Linked DNA regions of Mus musculus: regions 1 and 3 are each linked to region 2. Evidence: chromatin contacts called from public promoter capture Hi-C data. All regions are on one chromosome and are shown on one strand. The core of a region is the stretch at or near the end of the contact, and the rest is flanking DNA. Distances in the headings are between cores, read along the strand shown. Region 1 holds the start of Lgsn (lengsin, lens protein with glutamine synthetase domain). Region 2 holds the start of Ptp4a1 (protein tyrosine phosphatase 4a1). Region 3 has its middle 51 kb from the start of Gm39615.

The links. Promoter capture Hi-C pulls out the DNA fragments that hold promoters and counts their contacts.
Region 1: a promoter capture Hi-C map of liver shows a contact between it and region 2. The contact joins the promoter of Lgsn here to the promoter of Ptp4a1 in region 2. A contact is called at or near these places in 12 of 39 promoter capture datasets (the 3T3-L1 cell line, the C10 cell line, cranial neural crest and 9 more), 6 of 115 datasets of contacts at active chromatin or transcription factors (bone marrow-derived macrophages, embryonic limb bud, embryonic stem cells and 3 more) and 2 of 9 other capture datasets (adipose tissue and embryonic stem cells).
Region 3: a promoter capture Hi-C map of hippocampal neurons shows a contact between it and region 2, with 2.5 times the contacts expected there. The contact joins the enhancer-like site here to the promoter of Ptp4a1 in region 2. A contact is called at or near these places in 3 of 39 promoter capture datasets (the C10 cell line, hippocampal neurons and liver), 7 of 115 datasets of contacts at active chromatin or transcription factors (embryonic forebrain, embryonic stem cells, epiblast stem cells and 1 more) and 2 of 9 other capture datasets (embryonic stem cells and pancreatic islet).

The regions. Positions count from the first base shown.
Region 1 is chr1:31,173,949-31,178,097 of GRCm38.p6, forward strand. Lgsn (lengsin, lens protein with glutamine synthetase domain) reads left to right here and starts at 2,487. Exons shown (of 5, transcript NM_153601.1): 1 at 2,487-2,532. The coding sequence starts at 2,503. The region is part of intron 2 of 4931428L18Rik (RIKEN cDNA 4931428L18 gene); the gene reads right to left.
Region 2 is chr1:30,948,184-30,951,910 of GRCm38.p6, forward strand. Ptp4a1 (protein tyrosine phosphatase 4a1) reads right to left here and starts at 1,572. Exons shown (of 6, transcript NM_011200.2): 1 at 1,366-1,572. LOC115487084 (a long non-coding RNA gene) reads left to right here and starts at 1,688. Exons shown (of 1, transcript NR_164183.1): 1 at 1,688-3,155.
Region 3 is chr1:30,749,464-30,753,364 of GRCm38.p6, forward strand. No RefSeq gene overlaps it. Among named protein-coding and RNA genes, the nearest start is that of Gm39615, 51 kb to the left of the region's middle. Within about 2 kb of position 1,843, at least 11 of the 459 cell types and tissues checked have an H3K27ac peak or open chromatin away from gene starts, as enhancers often do. A contact at or near this core is called in hippocampal neurons, where this site is marked.

The DNA.
Region 1 (4,149 bases), core at 1,237-3,736, 230 kb after region 2:
GGTTAAAGTATTTAAGAACCATCATTAAAAGTGAGCTTTGAAAAAATTAAAGTTACAAATGTGAGCATGTGAGATGGCTCAGCAAGTAGAGACACCTGCCACCAGGCCTGGTTGACCTGAGTTCGATCCCTGGGACCTGCATAGTAGGGGAGTGCCAGACTTTGTTTAAATGTTCTTCCGAAAAGGATCACCTGAAACAATGTTCATGCATTTCAACCCCAAATTTTGTTGCTTCTTTATTTAAATGTTTATTTTTCTCCCTAGCATTTGTGATGTATGTCCAAAAAATTTTTCAACTTGTTTAAGATTCCCTTTAAGGTTCAAAAGTCATCTAATCTACTTCCACAGGTCAAATCAACTATGCTGATCACCATCTTCCAATCCTTAAATAACAACCAGTTTTCTTTTACAGACAAACTGTTACTGGCTATCATGGATACATAATTAACATGATATTTTCTTCCTCAGCCATCTAAAGCAGACTTAAAGGATGCCTTCCAGGACTAAATTCCTCAAACACCCTTGCTTTTCTAGGATCATAAGCAGACCATTGCAGGCTTAACATTTGCTATTCACCCTCTGCAGATACCCCACGCTGGGGGTCTGTTCCTTTGTTGTAATTACCCTACAGGTTTATCCCCACAAAAGAAAAGGACAGTGCCTGCTGCCACAGATCCAGCAGAGCCAGTTCCATCTCCTGAGACCTGCAGACAACAAAGCTGCCTTCCTTCAGACACTTCATCTGACTGAAGACTCCTGAGACACATGCTGAGATCCAGAGACACGCACTGAACCCCACCCATAGAGGACAGACTTGGGACCTTCCAGCTACAGATGAACTCTTTTGCCAAAGTCAAATGGCTACTGAACTTGGGGGAAGTTACATGATAGTAAGGAAAATATGATGTTTATCTAGATTAATCAAATGCTGTTTAAAACTGATGTTATTACCCTCAGACTGTACTACCCATGGAACAGTTAATTGATTCAATGATCCCTTGCTTCTCCCCAGCCCCCCAGCCCCCTCTTAATCCTCCTTACCATGTCGTCTGCCTCCGTGAGTGGCCCTAGCCCTGTGGTGGGCTGGACGCTGGACCCCATTTTGATCCACAGGCGAGGACTGATTCCCACAAGCTACTCCCTGGACACCACATATGCTCTGTGTTGTGTGCATTCCCACAAGTAAGCAGCTTAATATGGAAAACTATATCTAATACATAACCCATCTTTGATAGTTGTCCTCTGACATAAAGAGACATCTCAGAGTTTTTCGCAGACATTTTTCTATGAAATAATGACACCTATTCTGGTTCCTGGAAGGAATAATTCTAAGAGAAGACAATTGACAAGAAGTCTAGGCGAGGCTCTGGCCCAAGGCATGATAAAAATGCAATACCTCAGTTCAGGAGGAGATCAAGGCCACACTGTTAAGTCAACACTCTAAGGGATGGGGAATATTTTTCTTGGGGAGATAAGGTAGGGGAAGGCATTCAGGATGCTGTTCCAAGTGAGCACCTGTTTCAATGCTAGGTCTAAATGAAGACCAAATGCCGAGTGGCCAGCACAGAACACAGGCATTGCCAGCAGGCAAGCACAGGGCCATGCAATACAAACAAGAACAGTGGTCATTGTTCTGATGAAACGGGACCTTTGAAGCCAGATTCTGGCCTGACTGAATGGCAGAGGCTTTGCCAGCCCAGAAGACCTGGAGAGCAGTACCCAGCTGTAGTTCTGTATGCTCGCTCACTGGTGCCTTTGGCTTGATTCAGAAGAAACTCTCTCTGTTTGTTCTAGCAACCTGTAGTTGTGGTTGGGGTATGGAGGAAATGGGATTTCTACCCTCTTGAGTCTTCTAGAGAAAGTGCTCCCCATTGATTCTGGTGGAGCTTGGGTTGCTGCAGACTTCTTCAATGAGGATAATGAGGATGGCCTGGGATGTGTTAGAAAGGCTAAAGAAAGATACCTTAGTATAGTGATAGAATGAAGGGTCAGCATAACCTGGAGGCAAAAAGGTCCCTACCATGGAAAGAAAGTATGTGAATTACAAGCATGGTACAAATCTATGTCTTTCAGAGCCCTGGTTTTTCTATTTGTATTTTTGTCTGTGGCTTTGATAACACAGCTGTCTAAAAAATGTTTCTCCACCTGATTATTACAATAGATTTAATTCCAGAACACGACTGTTACATAACAAAGAATCAATAGGTTGGAGGGGAAATAAAAAAGTCACACAGTTTTAAGCTTTGTGTCCCTTTGTTTGCAGGGAGTCAGGCATAAATGAGCATTTGCTGCTGGGCTATTCTAGGGCATGGCTCATATCCTGTGCCTTGGGCATGACAGAGTCTGTGTTTATCTTTTATTACCTGCTGGATCCCCCTGGAAAGAACCTCCTGGAATTCATCATTCACTGCCTTTGTAAGAAGTCTACATATAAATGCACCCTGAAGCCATTGCTGAAGGGAGTGTGGATGCCACGGCTGATTTATGTAAGAAACAGTTGACATGACCGACGAAGGGGACCTCGCACAGGAGGTAGGAAGCTAAGAATCAAAATAGTATTTCCCAAAATATCGACAGTGAAGGTTTTGATGACTGCAACTTTTCTGAGCATCAGTGGGAATGAGGGCACGGTGGGTTGACGTGTATGCTTTCGGGAAGTTTGTGAAGAAGTGTCCTGTTTCGCACAGTCAGTTTTTAACAACTGAACACCTTGGAGCTTGCATCTAGTGAAGTGTGCTTAGTTTGAGCAATCACTTACAGTAACTTCATTAGGCACCAGGGTTTAGAAGAATAAACACACCATAAAATTTTATTTCAATCTTGGTTACTAATGAGAGAATAGTCTGTGTGTCTTAAAGCTTATTTTGTCACATTCTTAGTCTTTGTAAGAATGGCTTTGGGGTTAAATGATTAAAGGGGTTAAATGATTAAAGGTGAGAAGTAACTGTGTGTGTGTTTGTGTGTGTATGTGAATGTGTGTGTGTGTGTGTGTGTGTGTGTGTGTGTGAATTTTGTTGAAACCCATTACGTGTTAGGCAGTGATAGAACTCAATGAGTCAGGAACATAGTAAAGAAACCAGTTGTGAACATGCTTCATTTAGGACCATTTCTTCATGTGTATGGAACCAAATCTTTAGCACTGTATTTTCAACAAAACATTTTTGGAAATATTACAGTGTGTCTTTGGAATTAAGTTTCTGTTAAGAAGAATGAAGCTTTTCTGTAAGCTAAATTAAGGAAATCTAATTTGAGAAACAGACCTACTATGTGTAAAGTGCCTGAGATGATGACATAGAGAGAACAGACAGGATCTGTGCTTTCCCATCCAGTGAAAGAAGAGATAAAGTCGGTGTGAGAACTGTGCATGCTCTACACATGATGAATATGAGCAGTGGGCTTTGGGACAGAGATGGGGATGAATCTACTTTCTACACAGAAACCGGCCAAAGCTGTGCAAAGCAGGGAGAGTCACTGAGTAGGACCCTGCAGTGTCATGCCATGGGAAGAAAACGCCGAGTTTGGGTGTGTACTTGTAGAGAACATGTTTCTCTGAAAGTGAATTTTACATGGTGGTTCAGGAAAAGTGAGTGGGACTGACACAAATAGCATCAGCTTCTGGACACATTCATTCTTACATTTCACTTCCCTAGGCAGGAGCTTCATGCTCTGCTCTAAGTCTGGAGAGGCACCGTGTTTCCCACCCCAGCTCTCACTATTTTGGTTTAAGAGTCTAGTTTCAGCTTCTATGGAAAGTATTATGACCTACACAATAGAAAGTGTCTAGAACACATGTTGATTGGTTAATCTTAGGAAGATCAAAATCAGCAACACAGTTTTATTGTTTGGTTTTCAAGAAAGGGTTTCTCTGTGTAGCCCTGGCTATCCTGGAACTCATAGACCGGGCTGGCCCCGAACTCAGAGAGATTCACCTGTCTCTGCCTCTTGAGTGCAGGCATGAAAGGCATGTGCCACTGTTGATTGGTTGCAATATGATTTTAAAGCACAGTTTTTAAGAGACAACCTTTCTTTGTGAAAACACACACTCACCATTTTTCCTTTCTCTTTCTCAGAGATAACTATGTAGCTCAGGATAGCCTCATATTTTGCACTATTCTTCTTACAGTGTCTCAGTAGTGAGATTACAGGCAT
Region 2 (3,727 bases), core at 322-2,821:
GTACATCTATTCAGTGCGTTAAAAAACCCAGTGTAAATTACCAGTAAAGATTAATACTTCAGAGAGCAGACTCCCTCCAATAATCTCAAAAATATTATTTATTTATATATATACATATATATATAAATACATACATATGTATATATATTGCATATATAAAAATCTTTTGCCCGTGTATATAAAATGGTCCTAAATTTTTTTCTTCCTTGTTTTTGTTAATTTGGCACTTTATTGAACATTCATACACAGGTCCGATATAGCTTTTAAAGAGTTCCATTAGGAAGCTGGAGGGCAGCAAGAAAAAAATTTTCCTGAACTGCTTTGAAATGAGTGGAGCCACCCAGTGGCTGGAGGACACTTCTGTTAAAACAGTGGAGACCACCGAAATCCTTCTTAATAATATCCTCCCACTCCCTCACAGGCAAAACCTCAACATGATAGGCAGCCAAGATACACGACGAGATCGTCCCATTTTAATTGCATGCACCATAAGCAAAAAAAAAAAAAAAAAAAAAAAAGGATCATTTGTGTGTGTGTATGTGTGTAGCATTAGCTTCAGTCTGTCAGACTCTAGAATCAAACCAGTCTGTGGGATCATCTGCTTTATCCAATTCTGTTCCAAATACACTCAGGTTTCAGGTAACGCGCCCAATCTAGCGCGTGTGCAAGCGCTGTTTCCTTCCGGGAACAGATCGCGATTTTCTGGTTTTCCAACCGTTTTAGCCGGCACGAAGCAAACAGCAAAATAATAATAATAATTAAAAAAAGCAAGCCAGGATAGGATTCATGACCCCTAAGCTCCGGAATCCAGACCTCTGGTCACCGCACAGACCGTTCCGACACCGTGGAAATTTCAGCTCGCCAGCGGTGGAATGGTGCAGGGCTGCTCGCTCAACAGGAGCCGCGCAGTTCTGCCCAGCAGCTCCTGTTGCTCCAGCCCAAGAGCGGACCGCCCCACGCGCAGCCCGCCTCGGGGCCGAGTCAGAGTCCCCCTCCGCCGACCGGGTCGCCACTACCGAAGCCCGGCGGCGATCGGCAAGCCCGGGCTTGAGCGGCGCGCACAGTCGCGAGGTCCGCAATCACGGGTTCACGGTGGCGAGCGCGGGCGGCCACCGAGGCCATCTTGGGAGGCCCCGGGCGCCCGGTCCCGGTCCCCCCGCAGCCCCGCCCCGCCCCGGCCACGTCCACGACGCCCGCGCGGCTTCTCGGAACAAAGGCCGCAGGGTGGCACGCGCACAAAGCCGCTGGGCTGCCCTGCCGGTCGCTCCGGGTCCGGGCCCCGCCGCCGGCGTTTCGGTCGCCCGGCCACCCTCCTTTCCCTCCTCGGTCGCTCGCTCTAACAAAGGCCGGGCCCGCGGTACTCACAGGAATATGTCTACTCATTGAAGATTGTGGCCTAATCATACAGCCGGTCCCGAGGCGGCGCAGGCGGCGGCGGCAGGGCAGGCGGCGGTGGGCGTCGCGGGGCGGCGGCGGGGATGCAGGCGGCGGGGGCACCAGACGACCATGCAGTGAGCTGCCCGAGGAGCGTCGCCGAGCCGGCCGCAGCCCAGAGCCAATGCGCGCGCCCAGGCGCCCCTGCGTCACAAGTCCGCCCCTTTATAGCCGGCGCGACGTGCGCACAGGCGGCAGCCAATCACGGCGCGGGACGCCTGCGGCTCGAGGCGGGGCCCGGGACGCAGACGTCACTCGGGGCAGCCGCCACCGGTGCGAACCGGTTGATGAATGGCGCGGTGTGCTGGCTGGTCCTCGCCACCAAACGCTCCGGTCGCTAGAGCCGCGAGTTCGCCTCAACTTGGAACGCCTCTCCGGCGGGCGGAACCCTGTAGCCCGAGGCCATAGCTCTGTCGCGCTGGCCAACGGTTTACCTTGGCCCTTGCGCCCGGGGATCTCCGTCATCACTCCATATTGATGTCGCATGACCGCTGGGCGGCTGACTCACCGCTCCAGAGCCCGGCCCTAGTCTGGGACTAGGGATTCTCGTCACCACGGGCACTTCCACGTGTGGGAAGGCTCTCCGCAGAGATTAGCCGGTGGAACCCAGGAAATGTCCCTATTTTTTTTTTTTTTTTTCTTTCGAGGCACGTGAAGCCTAGTTGCTTCCTAGCCTTTCTTCTTCTCCCCCCACCCCCTTTCTTTTTAGGTTACACCCCTAAACTGCTGATTCTGGCAACTGCAGTTGGCTCGTTTGTGGCATTTCGAAATCACATGCATCCTTTGTACTGCTGCTCATTCTCAGATAATGAAAGGTTAGCTTTTGCTAAGGGGAAGCTTTTTTTTTTTCTTTTTCTTTTTAAATTAAGAATCTTCGGCTTTATCAAGGGCTGATGTAAGTTTTTGCGTCAAAAGCTAAGCTTTCCCCTTTTGTTGATCTTCAGTCCTGTTCCAGTGTCCTTTTAATCTAGGCTTCTAAGTGAAGCCTGAGTGCAGCTGTTTCTGATCATACAAGGGCAGCTTTTATCTGAAAACCCTTTCTGCTCGCTTGTCTAGGACAGGTAAACAGGACCTTTACCTGCTTTGGAGAACTCAGCTTTCCAATAACACTGAGGCCTTTTGTTCCCTGTTTTTCTGCACATTAGGCCGGAGAAATCATAAGTTGTGCTCTCTCTTATTGTGTACCGAATTTTGTGATTTATTAGCACTTCTATTTAGAGACTTCCTTGCATAGTTACTTAAATGTCTTATAAACATGCAATCTGTAAGCAACGTAAGTACATTAAAAAAAGGGGGGGGCAGACCTTTAATAACAGCAACAACAACAACAAAAAGCAACTCATCGTCATTAAAAATTGCTTGGCCAGGGATCCATTTAAAGTCAAGAACTTGAAGCATAGATCCCTTCACAAATAGAGGTAAAGTGAGGTAACAATTAAATTATGTAAGTCCTAAGAAAATGCAGGGAGATTAAAAGAAAAGTCTTTGAACAGTAAAGTGAAGTTGAGCAGACCAGGAAACTCAACCGAAGACAGATTGAGTATTACAGAACTAAAACCTTTCATATGACCAGTGACTTTGGGTAAGTGTTACTTAAGCTTTGGAAAAACATGGGCAGAATAATTAGTGACTAGCTTGGCCAACTTGTATTAATAACATACTTAGGCATATTAAATCTGCCTCCCCTATTCCAAAGGTTGGTCAACACTGTAAAACAAAAATAATGACACCTTTTCCAAAGGGGAATTTGGTGAGCTAAAATAACTGAGCAAATAGCAAGCAAAGGTAAATCAGTGTCTTGGTTTCCTTGTAGAACTCGTGATGCAAATTGTGAGCTGTGTAATCCACAGATCCCGTAATTGCTGACGATATTTGCTGATGTATGGTACTTGGTTAGCTGTCCTCATTGAGCCCTAGAAGATTGGCTTCTGCTCTCAGGAAGGGGAATTGTCTCCACCGGGATTATCCTTTTATAAGGAATTATCACCCAGTCCTATTTTGGAAAGGGACAGATTTCCATCCTTTGCTGCTGAAAGAATGTATCTTAAACCAGATATAAACTTGTTGGTCAGTCCACTCAATTCTCACAAGGCAGTCAGAGTCTCTTTGGCAGCTGCTGTTACTTGGTGTCTTGGGCTGGTTTCTTTGTTTGCTGAGGGTGTCTGTTCTAGTCATTGAATAGTTGGAAGCTGATCCCAGGAGTAAGTATCCCAACATTGAGCAAGGAGATCCCTGTGGACCAAGTCAATAGGACTTACCCACTTGTGGTTGGCACATTAAGCACCTCTATTTA
Region 3 (3,901 bases), core at 593-3,092, 200 kb before region 2:
AACCAACCTGAATCACCACAACAGATCACCTAATCCCCTTTGCACAAAGACCTCTGTTCAGCCGCTGTTCATCTGAAGTCTCATTTTCCTTTGCTTACCCTACTTTGCTGATACTGGCAGCTGTGCACACCCTGTGGTATGTCACTGTGCCCCATGGCTTTGCTCTTAAACAGCCTGCTCCAGCCCCCTAGACCTCACTTCACTGAAGTGCTCCAAGGCACTTCTATCCTTTAAGCCTCAGCTCAAACTACCATGCTTTCTTGACATCTTTAGTCCCTCCAAAAATTTGTATTAATTAATCTCAGTGTGATTCGCTGGTTTTAAAAAAATTACCATATTTTACTATTACTATTTAAATCCCTTTGAGAACAAAAAATCACTGTCTTTCATTTTAATGTCAATAGCAAGTCTCTACCCAACCATTTTTGAAATAATGAATGCAAAAATACATGATCCTTGTTATAGTAAAAATTTTTGTCAGACATTTAGGAAGAGGAGATACATGTTTTTAAATTGTGTTACCTAACAACAGTGAGCCACAGTTCAGGAACAATGTTCTGTGTATGCAGCAAGTGGCACATATCAGAAACGAGCATATATATATATATATATATATATATATATATATATATATATATATCACTGAATTAAAATAAACGCACAAACGATAGAAAATCTAAAACACATAAAGCATAAATCTCATGCAATGACTGCAGCCAGAGAAATGTCCCCTTTAGTGTGTTTTCCATCCTACATTCTCTCCCACCTCAGACTCAGCTCATCCTCAGTATAATTGTGTCTGTAATGAGTCAGTGCAGTGAGTTCTGAGACCTAGCTCACTTTTGCAGCTTTCTCTTGCCTGCAGTGCCTGCTCTGGACCTCCTCTCTCCCAACACAACACCACACAAGATGGTGAATTCAGCCTTTCTTCATACACTGCACATCCATAAAGCTGTATGCCAATTGCAGTCTTCACACTATAGTTTGAGATCATTCATAATCACTGCTTTGAATCATAGAAATAAAGGTCCCACTGGAGTGGTAATTTCATGGTGTTGTCTCGCAGAAAGAATAATTTTAACTTGCATCAAGACAAGCCATGTTTCAATTTCTTTCATATCCCTATCTGCGCTACCCAGATGCTATGTACTATAAAAGAAATCAATATTACATGTTTATTGATTCTTCCACAACTGGAAAGTGCTCTGTACAGAGACAACCCTGGTTAGCTAATAAGACTCTGTGGGCATAGATTTATCTGGATCATAGTGAAGTTAGACAGAATGCAGGTGGCTAGCCTTGTTTACTTCTTTGGAAAGTAAGTTAAAATTTTCACCTGTAATCTGCATTTAAAAATTCAATACTGTGATGGAATTTTTCAGAAAAAAAAAAAGCACAACTTTCTGTAAATCTGATCTATGTACATTGTAGTTTATGCTCATTGTTTTCCATCAGTCACCAGCATGTTCCATGCTGCAATAATTATGATAGGTTGTCTCATATTTCATGCTGAATAAGTTCTTGTTTGCTACAAGCCTTCAGTTATTAACTGTAATAGAAATAAGGGTACATAAATACAGCTTGATGTTCTTCTATGAGAAAAATGAGATAAATGTCATCCACAGTGCAACAATAGTAATAAAAAGAAAGAAAAATGAAATGGGGCAGGGGAGTATCACAGAAAGGAATTAGCCAAGCCTATCACTTCAAGAACTCCGCTACAAAGTGGTCAGAAAGAAGGTTCTTGATAGATGATTTGTCAAATGGTAGACAGGACCACGATGCAGTGCATCTCTCAGATGGTAGTCATGACTACAATGTAATGCATCTCTCAGATGGTAGCTATGACTACAATGCAATGCATCTCTGAGATGGTAACCATGACTACAATGCAATGCATCTCTCAACTCCACATTTTATAAACATAACTGACAGCACATGGCCGTTTTCCAATTTTCCCATAAATAAATGTTCATTATTTCTTCTATATTCATAGCAGAATGTCTGGAAATCATGAAGATTTTCCTGCTTCTGATTTCAAGTTGATCAAAGCTTATTTTTTGTGGAATTAAACAGCCTGGACTATAAGTCATCTAAGTTTCATCTGTTTTAAGATAAGGTAACTCACCTTACCAACAGATAAACCTGTCTGTCACATTTAACCAGTGCTCATAGTTAGAAATGGCAAATATATACATGTTTATGTGTGTGCATGATATACATACACATGATGTGTGTGTGTGTGTGTGTGTGTGTGTGTGTGTGTGTGTGTGTGTATCCTTGCAGTCCTCTTTCCCATTTTTCACATCTATACAAGAAATGCACAGGCAATCATGCCTTGGGGCTGAACTCCATCTCATAGAGGCTGATTTGAGACTAAAAGGAAAGGTGGAGAGGAAATCCTGTACACACACACTTCCTGCATTGTTGCTACACTGCCAGAAAGCACAAGTGGTCCTGTCCTGTGCAAATTCAAGTGCATTCACAAGCAGGCATTTCCAACCCTTTATCTCATGGCCCCCTCTCTGACTACACAAAAGATCCAGATTTGCCTGTTGCCCAAGAGATAAAAAAAAAATTATGCTACGTGTAGCCATAGGAAAGGCATCCTCCCCCATTCTTGGATGCTCTGAGCTCAGCATTTTCTTTGCTGTTACTGTCAACCTTGCCACACCTTCAATTCTTTAGCATGGCTATAAATCAGGTCAGCATCTTGGTTTCACCATAGCAACAGCCAGTTTGCATTGCATACATTTTAATAATTTAATTCTGTAAGGCAAATGTTCTGTGGTACCATTTGCGTGCAGAGTCAAATGGAGGAACATCCTGGCTAAGACTGTGTCCAGCTCTAAATGCTTTGCAAAGCTTTGGAGGTTCAGAACATAAGGGTGAGATCACAAAACAGGTAGTTTTATCAGAGTCTACACAAACCTTAAGATAACAAAAGACTGTCCCTTAAAAGTTTATCTCAGATTTCTAGGCATCCTGTAACATAGAAACACTGAATATGCTATAAAAGCAGTTGATATTTCTGTAATCCTACATTACTCAATTCATATTGTTCTGATATGTAACACCACCATACTTCAGGATATGTAAGATGGTCATCCATTGGGATCTTGTTCACCAACCTGCAACACCTCTGCTTTGACTCCAAGTCCATAAATTTCTTCTGTCACTTTACTAATATTCCCACTTACTTAACTGTTCATCCATAGCTCCTTCAGCTTTCTCCCTCAGACCTTATCACACTGGGTCCTTGCCAGTGGAACCGTCAATACACACTTACTTCAACCATCACAATGCCTTCGTTCTGTGTCTTTGTATTGTAATAGCAGGAAAATTGGATGGAAATTTAGTTTTGTTCTTTCAAAAACATAAACGCTTCACAATCATCCATACTATCTCAAATATGGACACAAAGGGTTGGCGTGCTAGCAATAAATGTCCGCTCAATTATGAAGCTCCCACGGCAGCTTTAGTAACTCCTCCCCTTCAGTCTACAGCACAAAAGGAGGAAGGGGATGGGGTGGGATATTTGTCCCTTATGTTCTCTAGGTCCATTTGGTAATGTCTCTTTAAATTCTTTTGGACACCTCCTCTGATAATAAGTTGTTGTCATTGTTGATTTTTTTAAAGGAGGAAACTAAAAAGAAGCAATCGATAAGCCAGAAATTAAATTAGCAAGGAAGTAGAGATCAACTATGCCCATCCTTGTGCTACCTGGGGGTTTACTGAATTCAGAAAACACCATCAACATCTATTTACAGGGACAATAAATTCAATTTGTTGCATGAACATGTTTACCCCATCAGCAGCATAGCTTGAGAACAATGAAGCAAATCATATTCAGTCTTTTGTTTGTTTGGTGACTTTTTGTTTGTTTGTTTGTCTTTGAGCT